2 separate regions of the Zea mays genome follow, and region 2 is linked to region 1. The links are chromatin contacts, called in public Hi-C maps. All regions are on one chromosome and are shown on one strand. The core of a region is the stretch at or near the end of the contact, and the rest is flanking DNA. Distances in the headings are between cores, read along the strand shown.

Evidence for each region. Hi-C and Micro-C count contacts between places; a contact is called where the count stands out from the background.
Region 2: a Hi-C map of tassel shows a contact between it and region 1, with 2.2 times the contacts expected there. The contact joins the promoter of LOC100383333 here to the enhancer-like site in region 1. A contact is called at or near these places in 3 of 25 Hi-C or Micro-C datasets (ear, leaf and tassel).

Annotation. Positions count from the first base shown.
Region 1 is chr4:35,188,443-35,193,127 of Zm-B73-REFERENCE-NAM-5.0, forward strand. No RefSeq gene overlaps it. Among protein-coding and RNA genes, the nearest start is that of LOC109946014, 7.1 kb to the left of the region's middle. Within about 2 kb of position 1,354, at least 13 of the 20 cell types and tissues checked have an H3K27ac peak or open chromatin away from gene starts, as enhancers often do. A contact at or near this core is called in ear and tassel, where this site is marked.
Region 2 is chr4:35,323,588-35,328,036 of Zm-B73-REFERENCE-NAM-5.0, forward strand. LOC100383333 reads right to left here and starts at 1,297. Exons shown (of 9, transcript NR_156720.1): 1 at 347-1,297; 2 at 1-53.

The sequences.
Region 1 (4,685 bases), core at 104-2,603:
TATTTGTTCTTGCTTCAGTGTTGGATGTTGCAGCGATGTCTTTCTCGCTAACCTGCAAGATTCTTTTCATCAAAGCACTTGATCAATTCATGGCTCGGACTGAGAATCGGCACTATCATTTGTATTTGATATGTTTTGCATTTACTTCTGTTTTCTTGTCTTCCTGCTAGTTTGACTTGGATCATGTACAAAATAAACTATTATTTTGAGTATATATAGTGTTTTTTTAGAGTTTTAGGGAATTGACCCAAATCTTAGCACAGCCTAGAACCGCGGGTATTGGGGTCCGGGAAACGGTTTCCCAATGGTTTTTTAATCCCTTTCAAAATTTGGAAAAAATGAAAAAAACTATAGAAACCAGGGAAAATATGATAAAAAATTACATGCTTTCTTGAGTAATTTGGTAAATATCAACTTTTGTTTTTTTAAAAAAATGTTCATTGTTCGGTAAAAAGACAACGAATTTCATAAAGAGCACACGGGATCTCGGCCGACAAATATGAATTTCGTTTTTCTAAATTTGAAACAATAATTTTTAGCAAAAAAAACCGAGAAACGACATTTCTTGGCCAGAAAATTCAAAGATTGTTTTTTAAATTTTGAAAATGAAAACTAGCTAGTGAACTGAAAAGCGATGAAAATCGTCTGGTTTCTCGTTTCTGGTGATTAGCGAGAAATTAGTAAAAAACAGGATAGTCCAGTGATTAGCGAGAAATTAGTAAAAAACGGTTGAAAGTCGACTCAGAATTCTTAAATCGAAGGGTAGTTTTTTGTTTGTCGATGGATGACGAACTGTCAGTCTGACTGAAGTGAAGATTTATAGATGGTGACTTGCTTTGATTTATGATCGAGCTTCCCAAGTCTCTACAGAAGGTGCTTTTCCAGTCCTGGCTGCAATCGGCAAAAACAAGTCATGTGCAGACAGAGTTTTGCCTAGCCGAGGTGGGCTACTCGGCAACAACAGATCCATGTTCAACGCAAGGATACCAGCATTCTTATTTGCATTCGAGCAATACTATACTAACAAGCTGGCAATGCCGTGGCCAATCATATACTCCTACTACGCTACCATCCAAGGCAGTTCAGGGTGGCAATGCCTCTTCGTCTCCGATGCTCTACTCGCATAAGGCTCCTCCCTTTTATTCTGGAGGCAAGAGGATGCTTCATTGGAGATGGTAGTGCTCCATTGTTTCTGGATGGTATTACCCGATGCTTGTTGGCTACTTGAACCTCTGCTACAGAAACACGATGCTTATGTTTCCACATATTCCCCAAAAATGTCGAGGCACCCGTCCACTGTGGCGGGGATTGCTCGCCGGAGCACTCCTCGACCTGCCCAGAGCACCTCCCTGTCGTTGACCCATCTTCGGTTTGTTTCTCATGGCCGGAGCGTTGCCGTGAGGTTCACTAGGTCAACCCAACGGTACTGGCCCTCTCGAACAGTTCCAGACCCCCTAGAACTCGGGTCCGCCCCATCTCCGGTGACTTCTCCGCCGTGGGGGTGAGCAGCGTCGCCCAAAGCTGACCGAGCCATTAACCACCCCCGAGCACCTGATCTCAACCGCACGTCCCTGATCTAATGGCCTAGATCCTCGATTATCGATTTGCGTCGTCTCATTAAACTAGGACCCTCGATTCCCCATCCAACGGTCGGAGCCCACGCCTCTACGCACTTCTGCCCCTCGGTCCCACCCGTCAGTCGCCAACGCCCCGCGCGCGCAAACCCGCCTTGCTGATCTAATCTCGGTCGTGGATCCGAGATCCAACGGTCGAGGGAGCCCGATACCTCTTTTGCTCACGTTTTTCACTAAAGAGCCCCTGATTTCTGAGAATAGAACCCACCGTCCTTGGTTCTTTTACCCGGGTCCCTGGAATCTTGCAGTTACGCCCTCAGGTCTTTATTTAATCACATAAATGTGTTTAAAATAGGGTTTTAAATTCCAAAACTTCTAAAATTCATAACTTTGTCATATGAACTCCAAATTAGGTGCTTTAAATTGCAAAATGCTCGCCATGTTTTTGTCTACTTGTTAAAATAATGTTCACTTACTGTTTTTAGATCCCAATTTATAAGTTATCTCTAGTTTAGAGTTGATGCTATTGGAACCTTAATAGAAATAAAATGTAGGTAGGAACCTCTAATAAATGTTCAAATACTTAAGTTTATAGACCTAACATTACCTAATGAGTAATCTCACCCCTTAACTAACTATATTTGAACAAGTGTTATAATAAGATAGACTTGGTGAGAGAATAATAAACCACTTGGCATAGTGACCTACCCCAAACTTAGTAAACACCTTATAGTCTTTACCTTTCTGTTGAACATGTGTTTACCCTGTTGCATATATTTGGTGTATTGTTATTCCCCAAGTGTGTTGAATGAATGATTGATTTGCGTAGACAACGAGCATTCCGTGATTCTCGAGGGAGTTACAGGAAAAGTCTATGAGCAGCAACTTGGTGAAGGCAAGTGTCCTCTGATCCATTATGTCCTACTTACTTTATAATTCATTTTCCCGCATACCATGATCGACCTAATGATTGACTAGTTTTATGTTTATTCTGTCCTTGATTACCCTTTTGAGATTTGGCTATTATGATTAATATCATGCTAGTGCCTTACCTTAACCAATGAACATGATAAGAATACTTTATGATACGATGATGTTATTCTGGATATAATGATGAACTTGTGGCACTAAAGGGGACTCGGGCTATTTCCTGAGTATCTCTCCGTAAGGACATGCTCATTGGATGACCATCTGGGAAAGTAGAACAACCATGAGGGTGGTTTGGTACACCCTTAGCTGATTAGTTAGAGGAAATTGAGGTATAGTCGGTTTCGTCGTTGCGCCGTCAATGGGGTCCGGGCACAATACTTGCTCTGCTGAGGTTGGGTGCCGAGGTTCGTTTGTTTTGCTTTTGTTAGTCACCCCTCCTGCGGGGAGAGGTAATGTGTTTATCAAACTAGAGAAACCTAACGGACGACTATGACCTCTAGGGAACCTTTGTAAAAGATACGTAGTGAAACCTTGTTGACTCACCTTGGGAGTGTTTAGGGGTCTGTACAACCTGAGGAAAAAATGGATTACGGCTCGTGGGTAAAGCGTGCGACATCTGCAGAGGGTTAGAAATTAGTATATCAGTCGTGCTCACGGTTATGAGCAACCTTGGGAGCTCCTTTGATTAGAGATATTTAGATACATTTATGATGATGGTTTAACAATGATGATTATAATTATGGATCCTTTTGACCTTGAGTGTGTCTTGGCAGAAGTTAGAGATATGGCCTTCCCCGACCGCTGGCATCACTGTTGAATTAATTTGCTTGGAGTGTTATTACAGGAACTTAGGATTTTAGTCACGACCTTCTTATCTATGATGTACTCTGGTAGCAAATTCTATCTTTCACCGTTGAGTGAACAGTCACTTTATTCGGGAGCGGGAGCGTGTTACAATTCATCAACTTGACGTTTAAATTATAGACATGTTTGGTTCACTGTCTAACTTATCACACTTTGCCTAACTTTTCTGTCTAAGATTAGTTCTTCAATTCAAACGACTAACCTTAGGCAAAGTGTGACATAGTTAGCCACAAACCAAACAGGCCATATCTTCCAAAGCAAAGAAGCCATTGGTCGGAGCTACTTATGCTTATCTTCGTGGTAATCTGAATTTAATTTTATATTGTTCAAATTGAGAAGGATGCTAAATATAGTATGGTACATCTAAAAATGTAGGAGATATTCTTGGCTTTGGAGCTGCGTGTCCTCACCGTATTCCCAAGAGCTGCACTAGAGGTGGTAATGGATCACCGTCTAGGGGTGTTTGGTTTGAAAAATCAATCCATTCTAGATGAAATGATGCATAAGTGAACTCATTTCTCATATTAGTACTATTTATTAGGATATAGGGAATGGAATGATGATGGATTGATGGATCAACCCATTACATTCCACAAACCAAACAAAAAAAATGAGGAGTCTCATTCCTCAAACCAAATACCCCATAAATATTTCTTTACAATTTGTTAGGATCCTAAATTAATTTTAGTTCAAAAATAAATAGAAATAGAACCAATTCCTAACTAATATGATCCTTAATTTTTATAGTGTAAAATTTAGAGCTCATTATCACCCCTAACTGTACCTTGTAATTTACTCTGTTCTGCCTATATATATATATATATAGAGGAAGCCCTGGTCATGTCTTCCGGTCTGGCTAACCCCGCACCACCTCAATCCGTTGGAACCAAACTACCACCTTCCGATTGACTCAATCCACGATTCAGACCGTGTCGCCATCAAATCCTATCCTCACGTCACATCCTCGCCCCCTCTGGACTCGCCCAGCCACCGCGCCCCGGCGATGCGTCTGCGTCCTTGCCCAGCCGCCGGCCACTGGCGATCCGTTCGCACCTCACCACCTCCATCCTCGCCCAGATCCGTCCGTGTCCTCGCCCCCTCTGAACTCGCCTAGCCGCCGGGCACCGGTGATACGTCCGCGTCCTTGCCCCCTCCGGGCTTGCCCAGCCGCCGGGCACCGGCGATTCGTTCGCACCCTCGCCCCTCCGGACTCGCCCAGCCGCCAACAACCAGCGATCCATCCACGCCCTCGCCCGCTCCGGACCACGCCCGCGCCGCCTCCGCGCCCTACAAACTTCCTGTCACGGGCCCGTACAC
Region 2 (4,449 bases), core at 47-2,546, 140 kb after region 1:
GAGAAGTCATTTCGTGTCAATGTCCCCTGTGTTATACTTCCATCTTTACCTTCCTGCACAAATATGTGTGTAATACACTATGTAAAATTCCTGCAGGAAAAAGAGGAGAGTAACAATTCAAGGAGTAACCTTTGCAAACTTATATAGCTATTTCAACATGAGATATGCTGATTGGCACGAATTTACGAAGCCACAAGTATATATTGACACATTTTTTACTTTCAGGCACTAAGTCAGTTGCTGCTACTTATATCACTGTTGTGCAAAGTAATAACCAGTCGCCACTACTTGACACTGTTATGCAAAGTCATGAACACAAACAAAGAATGTATGCAACTCCTCTCACCTCAAAATTATGTCTGCAGGACCCAAACAAGCTTAAGTAATCCTCGTAACGACACTTCAGTTGCTTCCGGTAGCTTGAGAACTCGGAAAGCACAATTTGTTCACAGTCCTGTATAAGACTCTCATTCAAACCCTCCTGATGCATTCGATCTCTAAGCCTTGCAGTTGAAATTGAAACATCACTCTGCACAAAAGTTGCTCTCCCGCTAAGTGACCCAAGAGAATAAACACTCCTTGCCAGGATCAAAGCCTCAATCCAGGCAACACGGTCAACTTTTGAGTTTGTCTTCAAGTGAAGCGTCTTAGTGGGGGAAAATATGTAAAATCTCCTGTCATCTGACTTACTTTCCCGAAATGCTGACACCTAGAAACATAGTAACTTATCAGCTCCCATATGTTTGTAACTAGGCAGCCTTGCGCATGAAAAATGTGTAGAACTTCCCTTGGCCTTATGCAATATTATGCATCAGGCATTCAAACCTAGGAAAAGCATAAAAATACACAGTCACAGACCAGCATCCATAATATCTTATAGAAAAGCTCAAAACCTTCTATTAAGAAACCGCAAAGAGGATATGGAAGCTGATTTAAGGAACAAGGAATGGTATTCCCCAGGAAAAGAAAAAAATCGGACACCTACCCCTTCAACTTCAATCTTTGGTTGGGGGTGACAAAATGAAAATCGAAAGAAAAATGAAGGGGCAAACAAGGATCTCAAGAAACCAAAACAAATCCAATCTGCAATCTACCTCAACCAAACAACCTACACAGTTCCTCAATATCCACAAGATCCCCCTGATACAAACAACCTACTCAGTTCCTGAAAATCCTCAAGACCCCCCTGATTCAATCTGAGACAGACCATATGTCCTCCATTTTATTCCCTATCTCTATATGCGGCCACTTGGATGGACTGTACATGCTTTAATTCTTGGGACCCCCAAAGACCTTGAAAAGACCCAGTGATTGTACCAACACTGGGAGTTCAATAGCTAGTAAAAGCATCGTGGAAAAGCAACGCCCGGAGCAGTACAAATGAATAATGCAAATTCCAAAAACATCCCCAGAGCATATCCTATATTGTAATCACATTAAAGATATTAAACTTATCACATAGCACCTGTCATGTGCGCATCCATTTGGATGAATCCTATCATACAACATGTTTGGGTTAAAAAAGTGCGCACAGTAACAAGACAACGACTGACTGATAAACTTGGCTTGTCCTAATCGATCTGTATCAATAGAATGGCAAGTTGGCAACAGAGCCCCCATCCTTTTTAGAAATAAAAATAAGACCTGGAATTCAGACAAAATCTGCGAAAAGATTAGGCTTTTACGTGCCAAAATGTACTTGATGGTGTGACAGAGAAAGGTACGACCCTTTTGGAAATATATATATCATATACTCCTAGCATCATCAGAAAAAGAAGGCGGAGCCTTTTGTTCGTGTATACTCCAAGCTAAGCTCCTTCTGCTAAATTTAGATAGCAAATTGAGTGCTTAGTTAATCAAGCATGCTAATGTGAGCACCATTGAATGGATTAGAGGGAGGGGGGATCTGAGCAACAAAATGGAAAGGGGCGATGCAACACAAACAAAGAGAAGGATGGAATGAATGCGAGTATCCTAGCAAATGGAAAAAAGAAAAGCTAAGGGAGGTCATGTCATTTCGATCCAGCAATGTGACGATGTCTCCCACCTACCATTCCATCATCATGAGCAGAACTCGACACGAGAATCTACCTTGCACCCCTTACAAAAAGAACCCGGAGGCAGAGCTAATTAAATAGAATTTATTTTTTCTTTTTTTGTTGTTGTTGCAACCTTTTGTAACACTTTTGATCCAGTGGGGGTAATAATGCCTTCTAGGTCTAGCGAGCAGCGGCGCTGGCTGCATCTCCAAGGCAACCAAATTCGCTGGGAAATTCCAATATGAGAAGAAGAAAATCTCGCAATCAACAGAACGTAATCACAGTGAAAAGGTCAAAATCAACCTCGAATTGAATTCACAGAAGGTGCAGTCAGGAATGCCGGGGCGAAACTATCAACAGGCAAACGAGAGGACAAAATCAAGAGAGGACCGACCGGGATCACGCGCCAACCGCACGTGGGGAGGAAGGGACAAGCGAGTGGACCTTGAGGAATACGACGCCGGCAGGCTTCTCCGTGCGGCGCGCTCCTTCCACCCTAGAACCAATCACTCTAACCTCCCCGTCACCGTCCGTCGCCCCCGCCCCCGTCTTCGCCCCCGCGTTGGCCCGAATCTTGGAGTAGGACAGGACGCCGTCGCGGAGCGAGAACCAGCGCTCCCGCCACCCGCGACCGTAGTTGGTCCACTTGTGCAGCACGCCCTCCACCACAACCGTCGACACCGTCGAGGCAATCGAGGCGGCGGCAGCCTCTGGCTCCGGAGTCAGCGTCGGGGTGGCGTCCCCAGCCAGCGGCGGCGCGGCAGAGAGGCAGCACAACGAGCTGTGATGGTGGTTGTGGCTGTATTGGTCGTTCCCATGGCCGCGGCCGCTCCCTCCGCCTCTCATGCTCTGTATCGTCCGCGCGACGCTCCAACGGTGGCGACGGTGAGGGAATGGATGGGACGGGACGCGATGCGAGTTTCGCTCTCCTCGTCACACTATATTTTTAGCAGCAGTTGGTCGCTATTTATGTGTGGGCTCACCCGTCCGGTGCTAGTGCCTTTTCTTTTCTTTTTTTCTCTACTCTTTTTGTTACAAACAAAACAGACTTTTACTCCTCTCTTGCAAAATATTAGTTATTTCATCTTTCTCGAATTTAAGACACTTTGTTTTTTATTTAACACTTTGTTTTTTATTTAGAATGCCTTTTTAATTGGTTTTTTAAGCTTGTGTCCTCGGTTTTGCTGGTGTGTTCATTTTTGTCCTTAGTCATGTTTTTTCTCGGTAAGTTTTTTTTGTTTTGCTTTGGTTTAGACTATGTCTAAAAAATCAGCAACATCGAACTTTGTAACTTATACCTATAGTTAATGACATCGACTATTTAAATAGGGATTAGACTATTATCACTTCTCTTTATAGTATGATAGAAGGATAGAGGTTATCTATAAGGCTGTCTCCAGCAACGTCCCCTAAATTTCGTCCCCTAAAAGAATATTCTCTATACTTTACAGAACACTCTAAAAGATTCTGTCCTCTATATCATCTCAGTCTCCAACAACGTTCCCTAAATTCGGTTCTCTAAAGCTACAGGGTTAACATACTTTATTTTGTCCATTTATTTGGTTTATATTTCATTTCTTTTCATTACACGCTAATTGAAATAAAACATGCAAGACAATAGTTTTTTAAAATTTATTAACAATTTTTATTATCTGAACTTAAACATGTGTAGCATAATTCCTTCTCATTGTTTATTATATTACGGGAGATGGTGCTTAGATAATGTGGGAGATGTCCTTTGCATGTTCGTCCCGAGGTCATTTGAATGGAAAGCGTGTTCAGACCTGCAGCAGCACGGGAACAGTATATAGCGCGCGCTCGTATGCCCGACAAATGTAGCGGCTGAGGAAGAGTCGCTAAATTTTAGCGGACAGTATAGCGCACCTTGCTGGACGCTTACCGGACGTTTATGTCTGCTATATTTGGCGGACAGGAGGCTTTACCGACCCTTGTTGGAGAGAGTCTAACATCGATTATTTAAATACGACAGACGCTAGTTTAATTACATGTCGAATATGTACTGATAAATTTTTTTATTTTAGGTTTTAGAATGTAGGTTCATTCCATAGACACATTTCGATATAGAAGCTCAGTTATACACCTTGTGTGTGTTGTTTGTGATATGCATTCGGATTAGTTCTAAGGTTGTGCTCAACAGGTCGAGCAAAACATTGTTTTACACTGCTTACAAAAGTGAAGTTTAAAATAGAATGTGTGATAGGAGAGCTGCCGAAGAGTGAGGCTTCGAGAGGTTTTGTGTCCGAGCCAATTATTGTTGGTTGTTGTTGTAGTGTTTAGCTAATTACATGAACCATAATTAAGACATCTTCATTAGCTCTCTGAATTTTGACCCATTATCATACTTTACACTACAAGTATCATTATGTAAGTTGTTGACATATTTAAGCAT